Linked DNA regions of Mus musculus: regions 2 and 3 are each linked to region 1. The links are chromatin contacts, called in public HiChIP or PLAC-seq and promoter capture Hi-C maps. All regions are on one chromosome and are shown on one strand. Each heading gives the region's core, a stretch centred on a gene start, on an enhancer-like site or on the middle of the called end of the contact. The rest is flanking DNA. Distances are from core to core; before and after follow the strand shown.

Region 1 (2,989 bases), core at 354-2,853:
TGTGCACACATGCACATAAATAAATGTAGTAAAAAAATTTTTTAAAGGTCCAGCTTTGACTATTGAGGTTCACTTGATAATTAACAAAGACAGTGGGCTATAAGCAGAAGAAACTACTGAGGAAGAGTACAAGTGTTCTTTAACTAATCCTGATCTTTGTCAGCTACCAAAGGAGTGAACACTTCTGACATTTATTTGCCACACACGCTTCTCTACTAACTGTACCAAACTGAGATTTGAAACATTATCATCCCAAGGCTAGATGTGGTATCCAGAACTGTAATCCCATCACCCTCCAGGCAAAAGCAGATGAGTTCAAGGTTATTTTTGGCCAACCTGAAATATATGGCCATCTCAAAAAAAAAAAAAAAAAAAGAAAGAAAGAAAAAGAAAAAAAAAGAAAAAAAAAAAAGAAAAAAAGTAGTCCCCTAGTCCACTTGTATCATTGTTAACATTCTCAATGCTACATGTCAAGCTTCTGTTGGCTTGAGCCAGTACTAAGTGTAACATTTTGTCAGGTGATGGCAACAAAGTATTAAGATCAGTGTTTCCTTACTCAACAGCTAACGCTATTCAGCCACGTGCTCTCAATACAAATTCACCCTGAAATCTAAAAGCTTGCCCAGCAAGTAGCACATTCTCAAATTAAAAGGGCAGCTTAGAACATACCGCTATTAACTCATTTTCTTTTCTAAATCTTTAAGAGCCCCGCAACATACAGAGAAGAAGCGTGTCACCTCTCTCCTCCCTGAAAGGATATAACCTGGTCAAGGTGCCAAGGTGGCAGATATGCTGGCACACTCCCCAGAGAAAACTTCTTGTCTGGGCACAGTGGCAAATGCCTTGAATCCCAGCACTCGAGAGGCAAAAAAAAAAAAAGCAGCTCTAAAATCTAGGCTAGCTTTGTCTGCATAGAGAGATCCAGGCCAGCCAGGGCTACAGAGTGAGCATGTCTTAAGTAAACTTTAAAAACGTAAAACCGAACCTCGTTTAGCTGGGCATGGGTCTAACATGACCAAGGCAACTTGTTATTAATCATCATTATTACTATTCTTATTCAGGCTTCAAAGCCACGTAAAGGGTCTCAAGCACAAAGCCCTTCTCCGCAGCTTTCATCACGAGGACGAGTTAGAAGCAAGTTTCTGGCAAATCACTTCCAAAACCGGGCCCGCACAAACATGCAAACTCTCCCGCACAGAGGCATGGGCTCCCGAGGATCGCGGGCTCCATGTTCCCGTACCCCGCAAGCAGCGGTGCTTGGCCCAGCCTGGACCCGAAGCAGCTCGGACTACTCCGAGGGGAGGACTGCAGGGACCCGCTGAGCCCGGCGCCGGGGTTCCGGCGACTCGGCCGGGGAACTTTCTGGAAAGCTCCCGCAGTGGGGAGCTCCAGAGTCAGGGAGGGAGCGCCGCGGGGGAACGGAAGGAGAAGCGGCCGGAGGAGAGCCCGGCTCGGTGGGAAAGAAAGCGCGCAGGGGTCGGGCGGGCCACCGCTCACCAGCACGCGCTTGAAGAGGGCGCTCTCCTTGGCGGGCAGCTGCACGCAGGGCATCGTGGCGGCGATGGGGAGGCCTGCTCGAGCGACCAGCCAGGACCCGGGCCGCGGGTTACCTCGGCGGGATGCCACGGGAAGCGGAACACAGCGCACTCCAGTGGGCGGCCCGGGAGGGAAGCCCGCGCGCGCCAAGATGGCGACCAGGGCTCGCCCCGCCCCCCCGCGGGGTGCGCATGCGCAGTCTCGCGGCCAAGAGAAAGACTAGACTCTTCTCACCCGGGAGGTCTCCGGGTCGGTGCAGGGCTGTGGCTCCTGTCACGTCTTAAGCGCCTAGTCATTTACTCGCCCTAATCTCTGGACTGTTCGTCTCACGCTGGTTATTAGGCTTCTGTCCTAGATGATGTAAAACTGTTTTCCGAGTTAACTTTTATTCTTTTGTGCAGTGGAAACCCTGCTTAATACCACGAACACTCTTGGTTTAGAATCCATTTGTCCTTCCTTTTCTTGCTGTTTTTAAAAGGACTCTTAAAAAGAAGCCTTAAACCGGGCGGTGGTGGCGCACGCCTTTAATCGCCTTTAATCCCAGCACTAGTTCTGAGTTCGAGGCCAGCCTGGTCTACAGAGTGAGTTCCAGGACAGTCAGGGCTATACAGAGAAACCCTGTTTCGAAAAACAAAAAACAACAACAAAAAAAGAAGCCTTATCTTTTCATTGCATATGAAAGTAGTGATCAGACCTTGAAATGATGGAACTGGCGAGACAGCCCCTTTAGGCAAAGGATAGGAAGGAGAAAAAAAAAAAAAAGTCTCAGCCGCGAGGGAACCCAACATTTTCAGTAATAATTGCAGAATTTTTACAGATCTACTGATCCTCGAGTCTACTGCCTCTTTCACCACATAGACTACCCAATAATGGGAAAAACAGGATACAATCCTAGAATGTTTCAGGGATGACTTCTCCAAAAAAATGAAACATACTAACAACACGCAAGAACATACAGATAGACATCTGTGACAAGAAGGATCACATACCAGATGTTGGTGTAGTATTAAAAGGTGTGTGTAAACATATGTATATAAACATATAAATTCTGAATCCTAATTTCTGCACGTGCCTGTAGTAATAGTACTGGAAAATCAAGGGCAAGAGGATTACAAGTTCAAAGCCAGGCTAGGCTATGTAGTGAGAGCCTTTTTTTTTTTTTTTTTTTTAAGGGGACGGAAGAAGCTACAGGAATCGGGAAATGGCACATCCTATAAAGTTCATTCTCCAGAACCCTTTTGCTTGTTTTGTTTTTCAGAGACAGGGTTTCTCTGTGTACCCTTCGCTGTCCTGGAACTCACTCTGTAGACCAGGCTAACCTCAAACTCAGAAATCTGCCTACCTCTGCCTCCCTAAAGCTGGGATCAAAGGCGTGCGCCACCACTGTCTAACATGGAAGGTGACTCAAGATAGGGTTGCCCGTGTCAATCACTTGCCAGAGATAACTATAGGT
Region 2 (2,989 bases), core at 182-2,681, 250 kb before region 1:
AGTCTACCAGCAGGAGCATTTATCACTCCCTAGGGGTGACTGTGAACCATGCAGGTCTGGCTGCCTGTTAAAATTTACGGCGTTTGTGACAGGCCGGGCGGGGAGCTACAGCTGAGCTCCTGCTCCGGTGACTGTCCCCTGGCTGCTGCGGCTGGGGTCACTGCCGTCAACAGGCACAGACAGAAAGGTCACTTCTCTGTTTTGTTCATGTTGAGAAACGCGTTAGATAATTATCTGTCTTTTGTTGTCTAAGAAGAATAGGCGCATGGGAGGGGTGTCCTTTCCTTTCCTTGAATTTTCCCCACTGGGCTCCCTAAAACAGAATGGCTGTGCACACAGTCCACACAAAGAGCACAGCACTCCAGAGATGACCCACCCATTGGTCAGGATCTGAGAGTCTTTGTTCTCAAGGAGATACCTCACCATAGGCCAGCCTTCCTCAGGGTCTGGAAAGCCTCCGTCCTTTAAACAACCATCCCAAAGGTTGTGTTCCGTGGAAAGTTACAACAATGTATACCTCACCTGTGGGTCGTGGGCATGGTTTCAACCCTGCACACACACACCAGCAGGGACAGGTTTGCCATGGATAAAGCACCCTGGATGGATGGGACTCTTGTCACAGGCAGTGGGGACAGCCTGCTGGGAGACTGCTGAGAAGCAAAAGCAGGTGCTGTATGGAAGCCAGGCTCACTTTTGGAAGGCCAGTCACATGGTGGCTCTTCTCCAATCCACATACTTGGAATTCATCCAGAATGCAGACTTTGCTGCTCTGACCTCACCTGATCCCTCTCACAGCCAGCAAGCTATCTTTACCTCTAAACAGACAGCCATGGGCTACAAACCCTCCAGTCAAAGGAACATACGGAGATTGTCGGAAATTCTTTTGAGATTGAAAATGTCTTTTAAGCCCAGTCTCTCTGAGGAGTTCTATAATGTCTGCATGTCTCTGAGACCCAAAGCCCCACCACACACACACACACACACACACACACACACACACACACACACACGACATAGTTCCTTGCCTGTTCCTTCAAAACCTCTTAAAATCATTATCTACGAGGCTGGCTAAGAATGCTTACTAATGAGGATGGAGAGATGGCTCCGTGATGAAGAAGAACACTGGCTGATCGTGCAGAAGCTCAGCTCCCAGCACCCGCATGGCAGCTCACAACCATCTGTAAGTCCAGTTCCAGGGCATCCGATGTCCTGGCCTTATTAAAAACTAAGTCCTGATCTGCCTGCCTTGGTTCTACTTCCAGACCTCCATCCTCTTGCCTCCCCTGATGACTTTATCCCAGCCTCCGTGAGCTGGATTCAGTGGGCTTGAGTTTCTCTTCTTCTGGCCCTGTGCTGCACCCAATCCCACACTCTGAGCTCTCTACCGCCCACCTCTCCTCTGCCTGTCTTGTCCACTTCTTTCTGGGCTCCTTCCTGCCACACTTCCCCCTGGGCCACGCTCCTCTACTCTTTCAAGGTAGCTTACTCATCTTCATGGTTTCAGGCTGTTAGAAAATACATGCATAAATATAATAAGTCATAGCAATTGTGGGAATTTACAAAATGAGCACTTAAAGGAAAACTCAAATGAGTTCTCTCTTTCCTGTCTTATTCATATTGTTAATGTATCTCATATTTGGATGGTAATGAGTCACCCTCACGTAGATAGAAAAGAGTTTCAATCTGAAAATGACATTTTTTTTAACATGTTGTGCAATGGCTAAGGGGTGAGATTGAAAAATAATAGGCTCCGAGAGTTTAAATCTTGTGAGTAGCAAAACAGTACTGAACTTGGGGCCGCCTGGTTGCTAAGGCTGCTAGTGTGTAGATACTTTTTGGCGACTTTGAAGTAACTGTAGCTAAATTACACAAATGGTATTTGTATCCGAGGACTGGGTAGAGTTGTTTGGCTCTGTGGGTGAATGTTAGGATGCGGCATCGCCTCTTGGTGAACCTCTCTGAGTTTCTAGTGTGCAGGTTTGGTTGCTACAGCGGGTCTGTATGAACCCAGGCAAAGGACTCTCATGTACACAGTCAGCTGCAAGCCCCTCTTCAACTCATTGTCTGCCCACTCTTTCTGGCTCTCTTCATTCAAAATAGCCTTCTCTAGCGCCTCTTCTAGGCCTGACCTCTTGCCATTTGGCTCCACCTCCTGCTGTATATCCTGCTGGCCCTGGCCTGGCACTCTTCCCCACTGTCTGTTCTAGTTACTGAGTGCAGGTCCCTCCTGCTCCTGGCAGAAACTCCACAGAACCAGGTCTCGTTGGGCTGCACATCCTTAAGGTTCTATGTCGGACTCATAGCCAGTACATAAGTTGTAGGGATGGTCTCAGTTCCTAACCATGGCTTTGAAAGAACTCAGTGGGGAAACCCCCACTCAGCTCCCGATTCTGCGTGCACCCAAGAATCACGAATAGAACACAACACCTTGATGTAACAACAAGAGGTTTTTTAATGGCGGAGCTCCGGGTCGAAACGTATCTCACATAACAGGAGACAGTGGATTCGACCACGAGGCTTGGAAGCTAGGGGTTTTTATAGAAAAGGAGTGGGGCTGGGGGAGGAATTGGCGCGGTTTCACATGATTGGTCCATTTAAACATCAGCAGCCTGTAACATTTAACTTAGGTCAGAGGGGTGGGAGCTAGGGAGGCGATGGGCTTGCCCGGGCATGTCCTGGTCTGTTCTGCTATGTTCTCAGCCCCAGGTTTCAAAGCTCAGAAACAACTCTTTGGGCTATTTAACATACATTACATGAATTACAGTTTTATTTCCTTTCAGCTTCATTTCCTGGAGCGTTCTGTGATCCAGAAACAGCTAAGAGAAGATTCTAGGTATAAAGGCTTCATACATTTTAAGTTTTTGCTCTGCCCTGGGTAGCATCATGAGTGTCTGCACTGTCCTGTGCTCCTTCCCCCACCGGGACATGAGTCTGAGCTACTCGCTGGTCACTTTGTCATCTTGTCTGTCAGGAGAACTGTGTGGTGTTC
Region 3 (2,989 bases), core at 311-2,810, 230 kb before region 1:
AACACAATGCTTTAAAATAATTTAAATTTGAACATACATTAGACCAAGCATTCCTGTGTAATTGGCCAGTGTCTCTACCCCTTTAAAATACTACTAGCTAGCCTTATAGGCATCTAACTTTCATTTTAGAATAAATAGCTCATGCGGCATTTTGTGACGTGTACTTACAGGCATGCAAACTTAGGCTTATTCAGAAACAACTGTTCTGAAGCTAATGATGTTTATCTGTTGAGCATTATTCAAAACATAATTATCAGCGTCAGCTCCTGGCTGAGCAAGTGATGCAAGGCCACAGAGATGTCATTCAGTCTCTCTGTGAATCATTTTCATAACAATAGACATTTTATCTATATGTTGGTATTTTAGGGAAAGTGGATAACTAGAAGGAGAGTTGCCCCTTTTAACCAGTGGCTATGTAATACTTACAGTCGCTGTCACAGGGCCACTCATCTAGGGCAGAAGAACAAGGACATCTAGCCATCATACCGTTAAGGAAAACTTACCGGGCTGCAGACAGTGCACAAAATCACCGACCCCCTCCCTACAAAGCAGAGACATCCGGTGAATTGTTCAGGTTGAGTGTGGACGGAACCTTAACGTATATGCAGATCAGGATGGATGAAATAAAAAAAAAAGTTATCCTACGCAGGGGCATCTTAGAGTTTGGGCAAAGGTGGTGTGAGGCTTTAACCACCATTCAGTTAATATTCTCACAGGACTGTCTTAGAGCCATGATCTGACTTTTGGTTTGTGGCCAGGTTCTAGACATAACAACTGTGTCCCCTTGATTTCTTTCCAGGGGGAAGAGACACCGCAGGTCTTGGTGGCAAAGGAGGTCCTTATCGCTTGGATGCAGGCCACCCAGTGTATCAAGTCTCTGAGGTGGAGAAAGATGCAGTTCCTGAGGATGTCAAGAGAGCTGCAAGAGAGATGGCCCAGAAAGCATTTCAGCAGAGGTGAGTGTGCCTTGTGCATCTAGAACAGTGCAGGTGAGTAGTATACACACACACACACACACACACACACACACACACACTCACACTCACATACACACTCACTCAAAGCTAGAGTCACAAGGACTATGTCCTAGGATGATACTAAGAAAGGCAAAGATCTCTGGGCTAACAGGCCTGTCCTCATTTAGGGTTTGGAGATAAGAAAAGAGCCTAGAAATTCAAGTCAAGTGCGCCTTCAGGTTTCAGACGCATATGCCATGGCTGCCTTGGGCTACTGATTGGCCCCCCACTAGAAAGGAAGACTCCACAGGGTATTTTACTAGAAGTTCACACGTGCCCTTCAGCAAAAAGTGAAAAATCTCAAAGCAGCAGGGAGCACCCTTTCACACTGAGGAGGGACAGAGAGCAGATTTCCATTTCTGTGCTCAGTGGAAGGAGCTGGGGCAGCCCGACAAAAACATGGTGAAGAGTATGTGAGTTATGAAATTCCTCCCACGTAGAACATCTGGAATGTTCTCACATGCCGTGCTTTCACATCCTACAAGTAAACAGCAGAGAACAAGAGAGACAAAAATGCAGGTCCAGCCGCCACGCCCTCAGGAAAGCCCGCAAGCCTCTCACCCCTGTGGTACTGCAGCAGGTAAACTTCAGGTGTCGGGGCTGTGTTGCCCTCAGCCTCATCACTGACTTCCCTGGAGCCTCGGGCAGCTGTTCTGCCCTCCCTGTGCCACGCTGCATCCGTGGAAATGGGGAGTCCCCTTCCCCCCGCCCCCAGAGGTTGTGAGACTAGAAAACTTTTTAGGGATCAAAGTATGCATTTCTCAAAAGACGTGGAGGAAAGTCACGTCATAACGACAAGTCTTATTAGAATTAAAATTACTCAACATCTCATATGAAAAATAAAACTTCCTTTGAGAAAAAAATAGAAATTAGGCATGCGTCATTCTCCTCTTCAATTAGTAAAGGGCTGTTACTGCCACGCCCCAGCCCTCGCAAGTGATTATCCAGTCTGATTCTGCTTACTTGGTCATACAGAGTGCCCTAGCACATGAGCGGTCATGAGAGGCAGGAAGCTTTCACAGTGGCACTTAGCCATGAGTAAGCTAAGATTGCTCCTCTCTGACTGCCACCAGAACAAAACCTATCGGGACACTATGAAGAACCTCCAGGGAGAGGGGCCAAGGGCCACCTGTGATCCTAAGACAGCTGAATGTACCTGCCTATGAGGTAGTGAAGGGAAGAAAGCAGGCAGGGTGTGAGACGAAAGAGATGAAGCACACAGAGACCCTGGGAAAGACTGCACAGCAAAGCAAGAACAAACACTACCTTAGAAGTGGGCTTGCGACCCACCGGACAAGTGTCTACTCAGCACTGCCAAAAGTGCATCTTTTAACTTTTTCTTCTGGACCTTTTCAAGCCCAGCTGTAAGTAAAGAGAAGCACATGATGAACCCTGCAGACCCTGCCCCATCCCATTCTCCTCTTTGGATTGTTTAGAGCTAATCCAAGATATTATCTCATCTTGTCATAAATCTTGCAGACCGTCTCTCTACCCACAACTAAATAAGACAGAAATTCCACAAGCCCACCGATACACACATCCATTTCTATGGTAATAATTCTTTATTCTCGTCTTGATTTCAGAATGAGTCATGTGCACAGTGAGGTCAGGTCCAGATGCTTTCACAGCATCCTGTATCTTGTCTCTAACACCGACCACTCTCTCCCATCTTATCACTTGTGGGAGGGATGGCTTCTCCCCTCCTCTGTAAGCTGCACGAGGACAGAGCCTGGAGTGGGGCAAACACACACAGAGAATGAGCAACACACGTGCGTGCAGGAGCCGGCTTTCACCTGTTGGTTCCTGTCCTACGATGGACTGACTAAGCAGTCCTCACCATTAGTTAGAAGTCTTCCCTGGTACAAAGGACCTCCCCACGTCATTCACAGCATTCAGTTAGCATTGATTTAAAACAGATATTAGCCCTGCACCTCAAGAACTGATCAATTGACGCTGTCTATCGGAGAGACACA

Evidence for each region. Promoter capture Hi-C pulls out the DNA fragments that hold promoters and counts their contacts. HiChIP or PLAC-seq counts read pairs in DNA pulled down with a chosen protein or histone mark.
Region 2: a contact with region 1 is called in an H3K4me3 HiChIP or PLAC-seq map of embryonic limb bud, with 4 times the contacts expected there. The contact joins the enhancer-like site here to the promoter of Naa16 in region 1. A contact is called at or near these places in 8 of 39 promoter capture datasets (3T3-L1-derived adipocytes, the HPC-7 cell line, cranial neural crest and 5 more), 3 of 484 Hi-C or Micro-C datasets (Th1 cells, cortical neurons and granulocytes), 4 of 115 datasets of contacts at active chromatin or transcription factors (embryonic forebrain, embryonic limb bud, large pre-B cells and 1 more) and 2 of 9 other capture datasets (adipose tissue and pancreatic islet).
Region 3: a contact with region 1 is called in a promoter capture Hi-C map of the C10 cell line, with 2.2 times the contacts expected there. The contact joins the enhancer-like site here to the promoter of Naa16 in region 1. A contact is called at or near these places in 2 of 39 promoter capture datasets (the C10 cell line and cranial neural crest) and 1 of 9 other capture datasets (pancreatic islet).

The regions. Positions count from the first base shown.
Region 1 is chr14:79,389,065-79,392,053 of GRCm38.p6, forward strand. It overlaps Naa16 (N(alpha)-acetyltransferase 16, NatA auxiliary subunit), which reads right to left and starts at 1,604. Exons shown (of 20, transcript NM_025832.2): 1 at 1,498-1,604. The coding sequence starts at 1,551.
Region 2 is chr14:79,140,365-79,143,353 of GRCm38.p6, forward strand. The region is part of intron 37 of Vwa8 (von Willebrand factor A domain containing 8); the gene reads left to right. Among named protein-coding and RNA genes, the nearest start is that of Gm30970, 6.6 kb to the left of the region's middle. Within about 2 kb of position 1,432, at least 72 of the 459 cell types and tissues checked have an H3K27ac peak or open chromatin away from gene starts, as enhancers often do. A contact at or near this core is called in Th1 cells, adipose tissue and embryonic limb bud, where this site is marked.
Region 3 is chr14:79,159,166-79,162,154 of GRCm38.p6, forward strand. It overlaps Vwa8 (von Willebrand factor A domain containing 8), which reads left to right. Exons shown (of 45, transcript NM_027906.1): 39 at 800-956. Among named protein-coding and RNA genes, the nearest start is that of Gm30970, 25 kb to the left of the region's middle. Within about 2 kb of position 1,561, at least 7 of the 459 cell types and tissues checked have an H3K27ac peak or open chromatin away from gene starts, as enhancers often do.